Regions from separate parts of the Sus scrofa genome. Here region 2 is linked to region 1. Evidence: chromatin contacts called from public promoter capture Hi-C data. All regions are on one chromosome and are shown on one strand. Each heading gives the region's core, a stretch centred on a gene start, on an enhancer-like site or on the middle of the called end of the contact. The rest is flanking DNA. Distances are from core to core; before and after follow the strand shown. Region 1 holds the start of RNASEL (ribonuclease L). Region 2 overlaps RGS8 (regulator of G-protein signaling 8).

Region 1 (5,921 bases), core at 2,438-4,937:
TTGCGTCTCGCTATTGCCACAAGGTCCCCGCAATTTGTGCTGGCCCCTCTGTGGCACAGCAGCTTGGCGATTTCCTCTAGTCTGAGTTCGACAGCAAGCAGCAGGGCCGTCTTGCCCTCTCTGTCTGTGTCATTCACTTCTATCTGTTCTTGTTCCAGAAGCATCTGCACCAAATCCAGATTCTTCCTTTCCACTGCCAGGATCAGGGGCGTCTTACTTCCTTCCCCCCTCACATTGACATCGGCCCCGTGGTCCAGCAGGAGGCGAGTGATGGCCTTCGCCTTCCCATCGTCGGGGTTGAGAAGAGCATAGACCAAAGCATTTCTGCCCATGTTGTCACGGGCATCGACCTCTGCCTTCATCTCGTGGAGGAGGATCGTCACGACACCCACATGCCCCTTTTCAGCAGCATCCATGAGGGCGGTGGCCCCTCCTTTCCGAATCCTCTCTTGATCCTGCTTTGTCTTTCGATGCATGTTCACGTCTGCTCCATTCTCATACAGGAACCTTAAGGCTTCGACTCTACCGTACACGGCGGCTTCCATGAAAGCTGTGAAGCCATTAACATCGCACTCGTTCACATCTTCCACGTTAGGAAGTAAGAGTTGGAGCAGCCTCACGTTCCCGGTGATGCCAGCGATGATGAAGGGAGTGGCCCCATTCCTCTTCCGCAGACAAGGGTCGGCGCCATGCTTCAGCAGAAGAGCCACAAGGTCCTCACTGTCCATTTGCACTGCACTATGCAAAGGTGACCAGCCCCATTCCTCTTCCTGGAAATTGGCATCAGCCCCTCTTTCTAGCAATTGCCGGACCTGCTCAATGTCTGCTTCTTGAACAGCTTGAGTCAACATTTCTTCCAAGGAAGCCCCCCCATCACTAGAGGGTGTGGGTGTTTCCTGAGGGTTGTTATGGCGCTTGGTCTCCATGACAGTAAATACCACTGGCTGCAACTCTTTTTGCCTTTTCTTTGAGAAAATGAAAACGTATCTCCTTGGAATTTGACCAAAGGGGACATGGAACGCTTAGAAGCTCCTGTCAGGGGAAATGGGAATTATCTGGCCATAGCCCCTCGCTATGAGGCAGCACAGTGCTCGTGGAGTCTTCTGACTTTCCGCCTAGAGATGAGAGAGGTACTTTATAATGTTATAATAGTGAGAAAACACTTGTATCAGAGAAATTAATTTTTTTCTTCACTGTGCTCAAGGCATACAGAAGTTCCTAGGCCAGGGGTCAGACCTGTGCCACAGCAGCAATCTGAGCCACTGACAATGCAGGATCCTTAACCTGCTGTGCCACCAAGGAAATTCTCAGAAAAATTAATTTTATTAGCAACCTTTTCAAAATATATCTACTCAGTTATTATAGAAACTTTGATTACAGGATATCATAAATATATACAAATTATAAATAAGAAAATTATTATTCTATGGTACCACTGCCCAGAAACAGGCATTGTTAATATTTTAGTATAGCTCCATAGATTTTTTAAAAATAGTTGGGCTCCTGCTAGGTAAATAACTTTGCATCCTCTTCCCTTTCATTTAATGCTTCACTATAAATGACCTATGTTATTACAAAGTGTTTTAAAACATTTCATGGCTGTGCAATATGCCATCAGAGAGTTGTTGCAGTTCCCTATTACCGAGCAGATTTTTCAAGTAACTTTTAGACAAGAGTTTTAAAATGAGAACATCTTCACAATTCTAAATAATGTGGCAGCAAGCAGCTTATTTTAGTTTGCTTTCTTATGACAGAGCTTGTAAGAGATTTCTTTTTTTTTTTTTTTTTTTTTTTGTCTTTTTGTTGTTGTTGTTGTTGTTGTTGCTATTTCTTGGGCCGCTCCCGTGGCATATGGAGGTTCCCAGGCTAGGGGTTGAATCGGAGCTGTAGCCACCGGCCTACGCCAGAGCCACAGCAACGCGGGATCCGAGCCGCGTCTGCAACCTACACCACAGCTCACGGCAACGCCGGATCGTTAACCCACTGAGCAAGGGCAGGGATCGAACCCGCAACCTCATGGTTCTTAGTCGGATTCGTTAACCACTGCGCCACGATGGGAACTCCAAGAGATTTCTTGTGATAGATTTCAAAGAACTGAATGGTCAAAGGCTGTGATTGTTTTTAGGATTCTCAGCCTGTATTACTGATTTTTTTTCCAATGCCATATAAACATACTCTTATCAGAAACAGATGGCCTCTTGGGAGTTCCCGTCGTGGCGCAGTGGTTAACGAATCCAACTAGGAACCATGAGGTTTCGGGTTCGGTCCCTGCCCTTGCTCAGTGGGTTAAGGATTCGGCGTTGTCGTGAGCTGTGGTGTAGGTTGCAGACGCGGCTCGGATCCAGTGTTGCTGTGGCTCTGGTGTAGACCGGTGGCTGCAGCTCCGATTCAACCCCTAGCCTGGGAACCTCCATATGCCGCGGGAGCAGCCCAAGAAATAGCAAAAAAAGACAAAAAAAAAAAAAAAAAAAAAAAAAAAAAAAGAAGAAATAGATGGCCTCTTGAAAACACCAGAACCCTCATTTAATGAGACAAAATGTGTCTTCTGTCAATTTGCATTTCTGGTTGCCATTGCTCGGTGTGTCTCTGACTCTCTGCGGATGTGCTTTCCTATTTTAAGGTAGTATAGGATAGGAGTTCCCTAGTGGCCCGGCAGTTAAGGATTCGGTGTTGTTACTGCTGTGGTGCAGGTTCAGTCCCTGGCCTGAGAACTTGCACAGCTGCAGGTGTGGCTGAAAAAAATTAAGTCATGCAGGGTAGGGGAAAGAGCTAGGCTCTGACCTCAGCAAGATCTACATTTGAGCCCCTGGTTGTCTGACTACTAGACTCTTACTTCCTAATTGTATAACCTTAGATTATTGAGTCTCAATTTTCTGTTTCCTCAAATGTGGCAACGATAAATAAAGTCCCCCCTAGAAAGTGTATTAAAGTAGGGAGGGGGAAATATTAGGCATCCGATAAATGGTAGAGCTAATGATGTCCCCTTATAAAAAGGTTAATAAATCCACCCTCCCCACCCATGTGCATATACCTGCTACACAAATAGGAATCTGGGGTGTTTGTTTTTAGTCCAGCTGCCCTCAGTCACATCAGAGCAATTTAGAACCAGTTCAAATATCAGACAGCAGCAAACTGTTACTTACATATTTAGCGAACTGCATCGGCTACAAAATTCACAAGGCCACCACTTTTCAGCCATCTCACCCCTCTGACATTCTCAAAACTCCCACCTGGGAGAGCCGATCGATCGGATGGGCAGCGTAAGCACAAACACCCGGCAGTGACACCTCTGCTTGTGTAGACAGTTCTGGTGAGGATGGGTGTTGAGGTGGGCTGGAGTAAGTAAAGGAGCAGAGGAGGAAGAAACTCAAAGAAAGCGAGAGCAGAGAACAGAAACAGCTCAGCGAAAGGGCTGCAAGGGGAGAGTCTCGATTTCACTTTCATTTTCTCCAAGTACCAGAGATGCCCGACAAACCAAGCCCACTTGAAAGAAGACTGTGTGGATAGTGACAGAAACCCTGGAATGCTCCCGGGGGTGCAGGTCCTCCGGAGCTGTGTGTCCTTCCTTCCGCCCAGCCCACCCTCGGGAATCGTTCAAAGAAAACACCTTCTCAGGCTTTTCCGGCTCTCTTCCTTCTGCGCACCTTACCTTTTAAATGCAGCCGCCTCCTCCCTCTGGCAGCACTTCATCGTCAAATCCTCTTGCCAGCGGGCAAACAGCGCCTCCTGAGGAAGTCCCTGAGCCAGTGGGCGGGGCCAAAAAAATGTGGAAGGAGGAGGGAGGGCACACTGCACATGCCCACACCCAGGCAGAGGTGGTGGCACCTTTAAACCCCCTAGAGGAAAGGGATGGCTCTTCCCTGGCAGCTGGGCGCTGACTTGACGTCCAGGATCCTGCTGCTCAGCCTTGAGCCTTTCAGGTCCCAGCATCCAGCTCCATCCCAACCATGTTTTCCCAAATCCCTGTCTTTTTGAAGGAGTGAATAGTACCTGCTACCGGAAAAGAAGAATGATGACGATGATGGTGATGGTAGCAGACATTTACATAGCTCTTGCGTGTGCTCAAGTAACTGTTCTGAGCCCTTTATATATATTAAATCACAAAATCTAATCCTTATGAGGTAGCTACTATTTTTGACCCCATTGTACAGATGAGGAAACTGAGGCACGAAATGATTAACTTCCCTTGTTCTAGAGATTCGGGCTGCATCACTGGACAGCATAGAGGAAAATGCCCACCCTCATTCTTATGGGAGAAGCCAGACAACATAAGTATATATAATATGCTTTGTGGTGAAAATGCTGCAGAGAATAATTAGTAGTAATTAATAAGGAGGGTTGGAAATACCAGGATGAGGATTTGCAGTGAAGGGAACTATTTTATAAATAATGAAGATTCAAACTCCACTGTCTAGCACCTGACTAACTTACATCTCTCACCCTTTGGCTCCTTCCTCAATTATTTACGTTTTAAACCTTTCTTTTCCTCATAAAGCAATTTGAATAACCAGGCGAGTTTAAAGGATTTGGGAGCCTGACCTGATGTAGCCACAGGGGGGCAGCAGAGGGTGAGGATGGGCCAGAGCCTTTCAGTGCCACAAGGAAGCAACAGCACTGATTCAGAAATAGCACCAGCTGGCCTGAATTAATGGCTTGACCTTCTGCTTTCTTATCTGGAATTCTGGAGTGCATCTTACATCAGATGAAATATAGCATGGAAACATCTGTACTATACCTGAAAAAGTAGACCTGGAATCCTGGCTTTGAATCACGACTCTTCCATTGTTTTCAAAAAGTCAAATAGTTATCGACTGATGCCTCCTGAGTCCAAGGCCCTGTGCTAAGTACCTGGAATCAGATCATAAGAATAGATAATATTCATGGGACGTTAGTGTGGTGCTAAACACTTTTATTTCATCCCCTGTTCCCTAGGCAGGGTGCATTCTTATTGTCCTCATTTACAGATGAGGGACCCAAGCCTTGGAGAGGCTTATTAACTTCCCAAGGCCATACAGCGAGTGAGCCAGGAGTCCAACCCCAATATTCCTGCTCCACAGCTCCTGCTCTGAATCGCTTTACTGTGGTCTGTTCTGTCCCATCTTATCAGATAATACGGCTCCTGATCTTGAAAGAGAGCGGTTTAGGGAAAGAAAAAGCGCTGTGGAGAGAGAAGTAGTGCTTCCAGTTCGCACGTGAGGCAATCAAGGTAAGAATGGTGTCCCAGAATCACGGAAGTGGCAGAGATTAATTCTCTGCAGTGGACGTCTGGGAAGGCTTCACTTGAGGAAGTGAGGGTTTGCTGGATTTTCAGGAGTTCTTTTGAGGAGGATATGTTCCTTCTCAGCCCCCAACCCCCAATTGAAAAAAAAAAAAAAAGAAGCCATTCAAAGCAGAGAGGACAGCTTGTGTCTAAGGGCCGTCTGGGCAGGAGATAAGTCAGGAGAGGGACTTAGGTGGGATCAGAGCCTCACATGTCATCTAAGAGATGAATGTGCCCTTATAGTCAAAGGGAAGCTGTCAAAGGGCTTTGATGCAGTCATGGTGTGCTCAGTTCTGTGTTTTATGAGTAAAGATGGACCCAGCCTGGAAGGTGAGCTGGAGGGGGAGAGGACTGGGGAGGGAAACCATGTGGGAAGCTGTTTTTGGAGCCCAGATTAAAGAGGATGAAATTTGCCTCTAAGAAATCTAGGTGAACTGGGAGAAGCAGCGTCTTTGTATCAGCGTTAGGGAGACAGAAGGCAGTAGACATCAGAGGGGCACATAACGACCTTGGCTTTGACTGTGCTCCATATGAAGAGCCTGTGGGACGTCTGGGGAGAGGAGTCTATAGGAAGCTGGAAAGGGTCATCTAACTGGTCATCTCTTGCTGGATTTAAAAAGAATCATTAACTTAAGAGACATTTGCTAAACATGTATATGCT
Region 2 (6,471 bases), core at 1,834-4,333, 43 kb after region 1:
AGGGGCACAGGCACAGAGGAACGGCCGTGTGCGGACGCCGTGGGAAGGTGGCCACAGGTGCCAAGAAGAGAGACCTTGGAGGACATTAACCCTTGGAAGACTACACCTTGATCTTGGACTTTCAGCCTCCAGAACCAGGAGAAATAAATTTCTGCTGTTATAAGCCACGCTGCTTGAGGTATTTTATCACGGCAGCCCCAGCAAACACACACACTATTTTGTAGGGTTGTTGGGGGGGATTCCACTAGATGTAGCATCTACATTGCTCTGCAAAGCTCCTGGCTCCTGGGTGGTTTTTGTTAGTATTGCCACTTGTTGCTATGCAGCCACTTCCTTTACTACTCCTTTGGTTAAGTCTTTGGCTCACTGAGATCTGTCTCTGAAGCCTTAACAAGGGTTGTGAAGGGTTAAGTTCCTTTAAGAGTCACGTAAATTCTTGGAGGGCCCAGGTTGTAATTTCTTGCCTCCCCCTCCAATCAACCCCAGTGCCTAATCTCTAAGAGGTGCTCAAAAAACCTTTATAAGTAGAATGTTCTTTCAACAGCTATTTAAGAATTAGAGCAGGGACTCAGGCAGACATGGTCTCTGCCCTCAGGGAGTTTATGGTTTAGCAGGGAAGGAAATGACATTGAACTTGCAATATCCTTGGCTTTGAGTGGTTTCCTTTTTCAATCAAGAAGCAAGTGAGTTCTGAATGGGGCTGCTGGCTTGAGCCCTGGTGATCCCCGTGTGAGAGAAGATGCCAGTTCACACACACGGTGTGCCTACTATGTGCTGGGCAGCATCATAAACAGCCTTCCATGTCAATTTACATAATGTTCCCAACAGCCCCAAGTGGTTGGCCCTGTGAAAATTTTAGATTTACAGATGAGACAACTGAAGCACAGAGAAATAACTTTCCTAGGGTCACACAGCTAAAGCTGGGGTTCACCCTCAGACATCTGCCTCTCAGCCTGGATTATGAGGGACGTGTGGGATGGAACCCTAGCCAAAGACAGTTCTCCCAGGTTTGTGACTTTGCCGCCGTGGCTGGGCCTGCAGCCCAGGTGTCAGGGGCGGTGGGCCCGGGCTCTCCTCTATGTTGTAGAATGAGGCGAGGACAGGGGGCGGGGGCAGCACCCCTCTGATGGAGCCCCACATTCTCCTTCCTGTCTTTAGGAAGACTTCGTCCCACACCTCCTGGGGAGGGGACCAGGACAGACCCCAACAAAGAAATGTGTCCAGAGGAGGGAGTAATCTAGTGACTTCCCTTTATCTCCCTCTGGCTCTCAGGTTGTTGATAAAGACAGTAGGACCAGAAGGGACTTTGTGTTTTTCCACATTTTCCCACATTTACTGTATGTTAATGAGATGCCTGCATAGCGTTAAGGGTTTTCCATTCATAAGAGGCTTCAGTCAAGGCCTGGGAAATAGATTTTAGATCCAAAGGGTTCCAGACCAAGCAAACAAAGCGGGAGCGGGGGGAGAACCAGGGAGGGGGACTCAAAGCCCGTCTCAGAGAGAAAAGGGTCAAGGCTGGAGAGAATCAGGGAAGGGTTTTGGAGGGAGTTGTGAGTCCCACCCCACGCACATGGGGCCGAGTGCCCATCTCTCATCTCTCCCTCCCATGGTGGGTCCCTGGGAGAGCCTGACATGTGCCCCCTGATGCCTGGGGACCTGACACCAGCCTGGAAAACTGAAAAGGAGAGCAGTGGGCTGGCTGGAGGCTCTGGCTGCAGATCGAAGGCAGAGCAGTTGCTGCTGTAATTCTAGGGCCAAGTGAAGGCCCCAGTGCTTCCAATGAGCCGGCTGCAGGTCTCTGAGAGAAAGAGACTGGCACCGGGTCATCCGAGGAGCTGTCCTAGAGGGCGTCCTGGAGGGCAAAACCGACTGCAGCCCCACCCCAAGAGGTGGGGCACCTCCCAGGAAAGAGCAAGCCACCGGCCAGAGGAGAAGGCCTGCTGGGCAGAGCTGGCCGAAGGAAGGACTCCCCAAGGGACAGAGTCTCCCACAAGCCCAGGAAGGACTCACCAGAGTCCTCCCAGGCTTGGAGAGCCGGAGGCCTGTCCCAGGAGGCATGGGCCCCTGGCTCCCTCATCTCACCTCCTTCCCCGTTCTTCTCAGTCTGAGTGGGGTGGAGAAGGGGTGCAGTGTCAGAAAGCCCAAGTGGCAATCGAGGTAGCAAGAAGGAGAAAAGCAAAGCTGCAAAGAGGGGAGCCAACCCCTCCCCTCCCCAGGACCAGCCGCCTCCTGGGGATGGCACCCAGCAAAGCCTGGGATGGGGCAGGGGTATCATTTGCATGGCAAAAGCCTTCTTCTTTTTTTTTTTTTTTTTTTTTTTTTTTGGTCTTTTTAGGGCCACGCCCGCAGCATATGGAGGTTCCCAGGCTAGGAGTCGAATCAGGGCTATGCTGCCGGCCTACACCACAGCCACAGCAATGCCAGATCTGAGCCACACCTGCGACCTACACCACAGCTCACGGCAACGTCAGATCCTTAATCCACTGAGCAAGGCCAGGGATAGAACCCGAATCCTCATAGATGCTAGCTGGGTTCATTAACCACTGAGCCATGATGGGAACCCCAAGGCTTCTTCATTTAACCCAAAGCATTCGCCTTTGAAGAAACATCAGCTTTCCTTTAAAAACAAGAACTTCTCTGGTGCCTTTTAGTTATTTGGGGTTGTTAATATTTTGGGTATCTCTGTCCCATCACCACGCTTAAAAAGGTGCTCCGGCTCGTTCCCCTGCAGTCCCTTCCACGGGACCTGTCAGCAGAGGCTGTGGAGGCCTGGCTGACTCAGACAGGCCTTGCAGGGGCACACCGACTGCATACAGTGAAACACACGCACAAGCGAGATCAGCTGCCTCCGTTTTCAGATCGCTCCAGCTGAACAGCGCTATAAACCCACCCTCAGCCTCTTCTCTCCCCGTGTTTTCAGGCAGTGGGTGGGACTAATAAAAACACCACCTCGGGTTTGTAGAGCACTTTACAGCTTCGAGGCTGCTCTCATCCCCCGAAGCCACTCTCCACCCCCACACTCACCCCCAAGCCATTCCCATCCCGTTTCCACCCACGCTGCTGCTTTTCCGGATGGCCAGCCCCATGCCAGCCTCCGCCAGGGAGAGGCCGCGTGCTCACCCCACCCCCTGCCCCCGCCCGGGAGCCCATGTGTTACGGGGAGCGTTGCCTCGGAAGGAGTCAGCCGGCCAGAAATGTGGGCAGAGAGCAAAGGGCAGCGTGTTCAGGTTCTGTTTATTATGCTCTCCACAGCCTTGTTTATAGTAGGGGTGAGTGGCATTATTCCACTTTGCACGGTAATGAAACAACTCAGTGAGGCTCCATCAGCCAAGCCGTTTCTGTGGCAGATGAGCTGCTACAAAACTGTCGTGTGCGCCGCGCGACTCGGCTAAGGCTGGAGCACACACCAGCCTGGCCACCTTTGCAGGACCTGGCAGAGGGCGAGGAGCAGAGGGGCAGAAAGGAGTAAGACTCACGAAGGATGTGGTTATGGAAAGGACCCGGACCGCACACCTGCGAAGGCCAGTGGCCCCATCCCCCGTCTCTCCGCTTGGTCCCCAGCCTCTCGTGAATCCCAAGAGGTCACAGGGACAGGAAGACATTGCTGGTCTTGGCTTCCTCCTTCGCGATCCCATGCCAAGTGGACCAGGCTCTTCACTGCCAGGGGGGACTTGGCCACCTCTCTTGCTTCTAAAACGGAGGCTGCAGATTTAAAGAGGGCTGATACTTGGCAGATGGAAGGACAGCCTCGGATGGAAAGTCCTAAATTCCTCAGCCTTGTTTGGAGGTGGGCACAGACAGGGTCAGGAGAGTGCTGGGTGCCCTTTGGGATGGGAGAGCATCCTGCCTCTGACTGTGCCGCTCATCCGCTCTCCCCCGGGGTTATGGAGATGCCACAGGAGCTGCGTGTCTTCGCGCCCCCCCCCCCAGTTCTTCCTCTTCAGTCTTCCCCATTCCCAGCCTCCCCCGGCTCTTAGCACAATGAGTTCTTGCCTTTCCCTCACAGTCCAGGACCTGGAGTGCTCAGTTGCCCGGCCCTGCCGAGGACAGGCACCCAAGACCTGCACCCAGAGGCCGGGCCCCACAGCCTGGGCAGAGAGCCGTTTCACAGCTTTGGTTAATCCAGCGCGGCACGTTCTGGGGAGAGCACCAGAGAGTAAAACCAGCCAGGAACTTTCCAGATGCCTGTCCGGCCTGAGACCAAAGAGGGAACGGTGAGGGCTTAGAGCAAAAACCAAAACCCCATGGCGGCCTCGGAAAAGAAAGCCTCAAAGAGCTTGATATTCCAAGGGTAATACCAATTACAATACTCATTTGGAAGTTATTGTGCCACCACTATTATTATGGCCACACACCCTTTACTCACCACCTGACTCCAACCACCGTATCATGGGGCCTCTGGACCCAGCCTGAGCAGAAATGACCAAACACGAGAGCGCATAAAAACAAACAAACAGGTGCAGCCCAGGAGGCCAGCTTGGAGGAGGCGCTGTGAGCAAGACTTGGGAGGAACAGAAAACCCCAAGTACCCCTTCAGTTCTCACCATTGGCATAGCTGCTGCCTGACCATGCCTGGAGCTGGGGCAGAAACAGTTTCTCTCTAAGGAGCCCATCAGAGAGGCCCCAGAGGCAGCCACCCAGGGTCCAATTCTGGGCTGGTGGATTCTGGGTTATTATGCATGCTGCTGTCTGGGAGTGTTCCAGCCCTCTCGGCCCGCACCGCTCTGTTCACCCTCGGCTGGGTTCCTCCTCACTCCTCGGGCTTCCCAACCTCACCTGCACATTAGAATCACCCCAATGTGCCTTGCACTCCAACCCCAAGCTGTTCTGCGGTGGGACCTGGGCATTTGGGTTTTTTAAACTCCTCAGGTGATTCCAATGAACAGCCGAGGGCGAGAGCCTCCATCTCGGAGCACCGTCTTCAACCATCTTTTATTCAAAGGATGGTCCACAGGCCACTAGGCACCTGGGAACGCATCTAAAAATGCAGACATCTGGGTCACACCCCAGATCTACTGGATCAGCCTCTCTGGGAATTAGCACTTGTAACAGGCTTTCTGGGTGAACCCAGTGAATCGAGCTGAATAACATACGCTGCTCAGGGACCCTTCCTCACCCCAGAGGTGCCATGGCTGTGAATGGTCGTCGCCGACTGTGTTCTAGTTGGTTCGCCGAGAGCAACAGAAAACCCACACCAGCCCCACACAGGTTAACATTCCCACGGGCCCCAACGGCCACTCTGGGATGGAGAGCAGTCCTAAAAGTCACAGCTCTGCCCGGCCGAGGGCCCGGACTTGCTGTGGGCCTTCAAAGGCCCAGGCTCAGGGCAAGCCTCCAGCCCAGAAGGCAGTGCACAGCACGAGCCCGGGGTGAGGAGCCAAGGAAGACGCCAACGGGGAGAAGCAGCCCCTGGGGGTGCCCCCCTAACGCGGCAGAGCAGGAATTGCGGAGAGGGGGCGGGGGAGAGGGCAGGCCTGGGAGAGGCGGAGGTCAGGGATGAGGTATGCGTGGCTATTGCTCTAGATGTTGTAAACATTTCTCCTTGTTTCATCACAGACCAAAATTGGGGCTGGCATATGACCAAAGTGCCTAAAGGAGCATCAGAGTGGAGAGCTCTGTGCCTTTTGTGGGAAGCAGGACATAAAGGGTGTGAAGAAAGCTCCACCCATGGGAAGATCACACCAGTCTAGTGCTCGTAATTGTCACACACACACACACACACACACACACACACACACACACACAAGTACCACAAACATAGCTATCGGGTTCTTCTACACACGTTACGTTCCCCCCCACTTACCATCACTTAGCGGCAAATTTCGGGCTCCCCAAGCCTGGTCCTTCATGAGCCCCCACCGAGGGAGGGAGTTACCAGGCGCCGTGACACCGCCCTCTGCAGCCTTCGAGCCACTACAGTTGGCAAGAACTTGGGCCTCAAATGAGGCCACCACCCAACGCTCCTGTTCAGACTCTTCTCCTGGGGCAGTGGCAGGGGCGACAAGGCTGCTCTTAGAATGTTTCGTGTTTCCCTAACTCTGGACTGTTCCAATGGATATGCACCTCGTGTTCGACAGCAGAGTTGGCAGCAGATGCACGTTTCGTGTGTAAACAACGTTTAAAATACCCTGTTTGAGACTCTGATCGTTAAATTAATTCTGGCAGCTTAAGCTAAGGATGGATTTTCACCTGTGGGGACAGGGGACTCCTACCTGATCTAACCAGGAACACCCGAATGAGGCTGCGGAGCTCCGAATGTGGCGTTCCACAGGTCCCTTCAGGAGGCCTGCGTTCTCGCTTCTCGATGGTTCGTGCAGACCCACCAACCCTCGCTCGCAGATACGCACAGATATACGGCAGGGCGGGGGACCCTAACAGCCAGTGGGACTCAAGAGCCTTCTTGGCCTTGTCTAGCGGGGGCCAAGGAAGGAAGAGATTCAGGAAGTTACTGGATCGGGATGCACACTGGAA

What was found. Promoter capture Hi-C pulls out the DNA fragments that hold promoters and counts their contacts.
Region 2: a promoter capture Hi-C map of liver shows a contact between it and region 1, with 4 times the contacts expected there. The contact joins the enhancer-like site here to the promoter of RNASEL in region 1. A contact is called at or near these places in 1 of 5 promoter capture datasets (liver), 9 of 47 Hi-C or Micro-C datasets (embryonic fibroblasts, fibroblasts, liver and 2 more) and 1 of 2 datasets of contacts at active chromatin or transcription factors (skeletal muscle).

Annotation. Positions count from the first base shown.
Region 1 is chr9:123,906,699-123,912,619 of Sscrofa11.1, forward strand. It overlaps RNASEL (ribonuclease L), which reads right to left and starts at 3,688. Exons shown (of 7, transcript NM_001097512.1): 1 at 3,650-3,688; 2 at 1-1,115. The coding sequence starts at 926. The region is part of intron 2 of LOC110255523 (a long non-coding RNA gene); the gene reads left to right.
Region 2 is chr9:123,950,073-123,956,543 of Sscrofa11.1, forward strand. RGS8 (regulator of G-protein signaling 8) reads right to left here. Exons shown (of 10, transcript XM_021063775.1): 10 at 3,215-6,471. Among named protein-coding and RNA genes, the nearest start is that of RGS16, 34 kb to the left of the region's middle. Within about 2 kb of position 3,084, at least 8 of the 83 cell types and tissues checked have an H3K27ac peak or open chromatin away from gene starts, as enhancers often do. A contact at or near this core is called in liver, where this site is marked.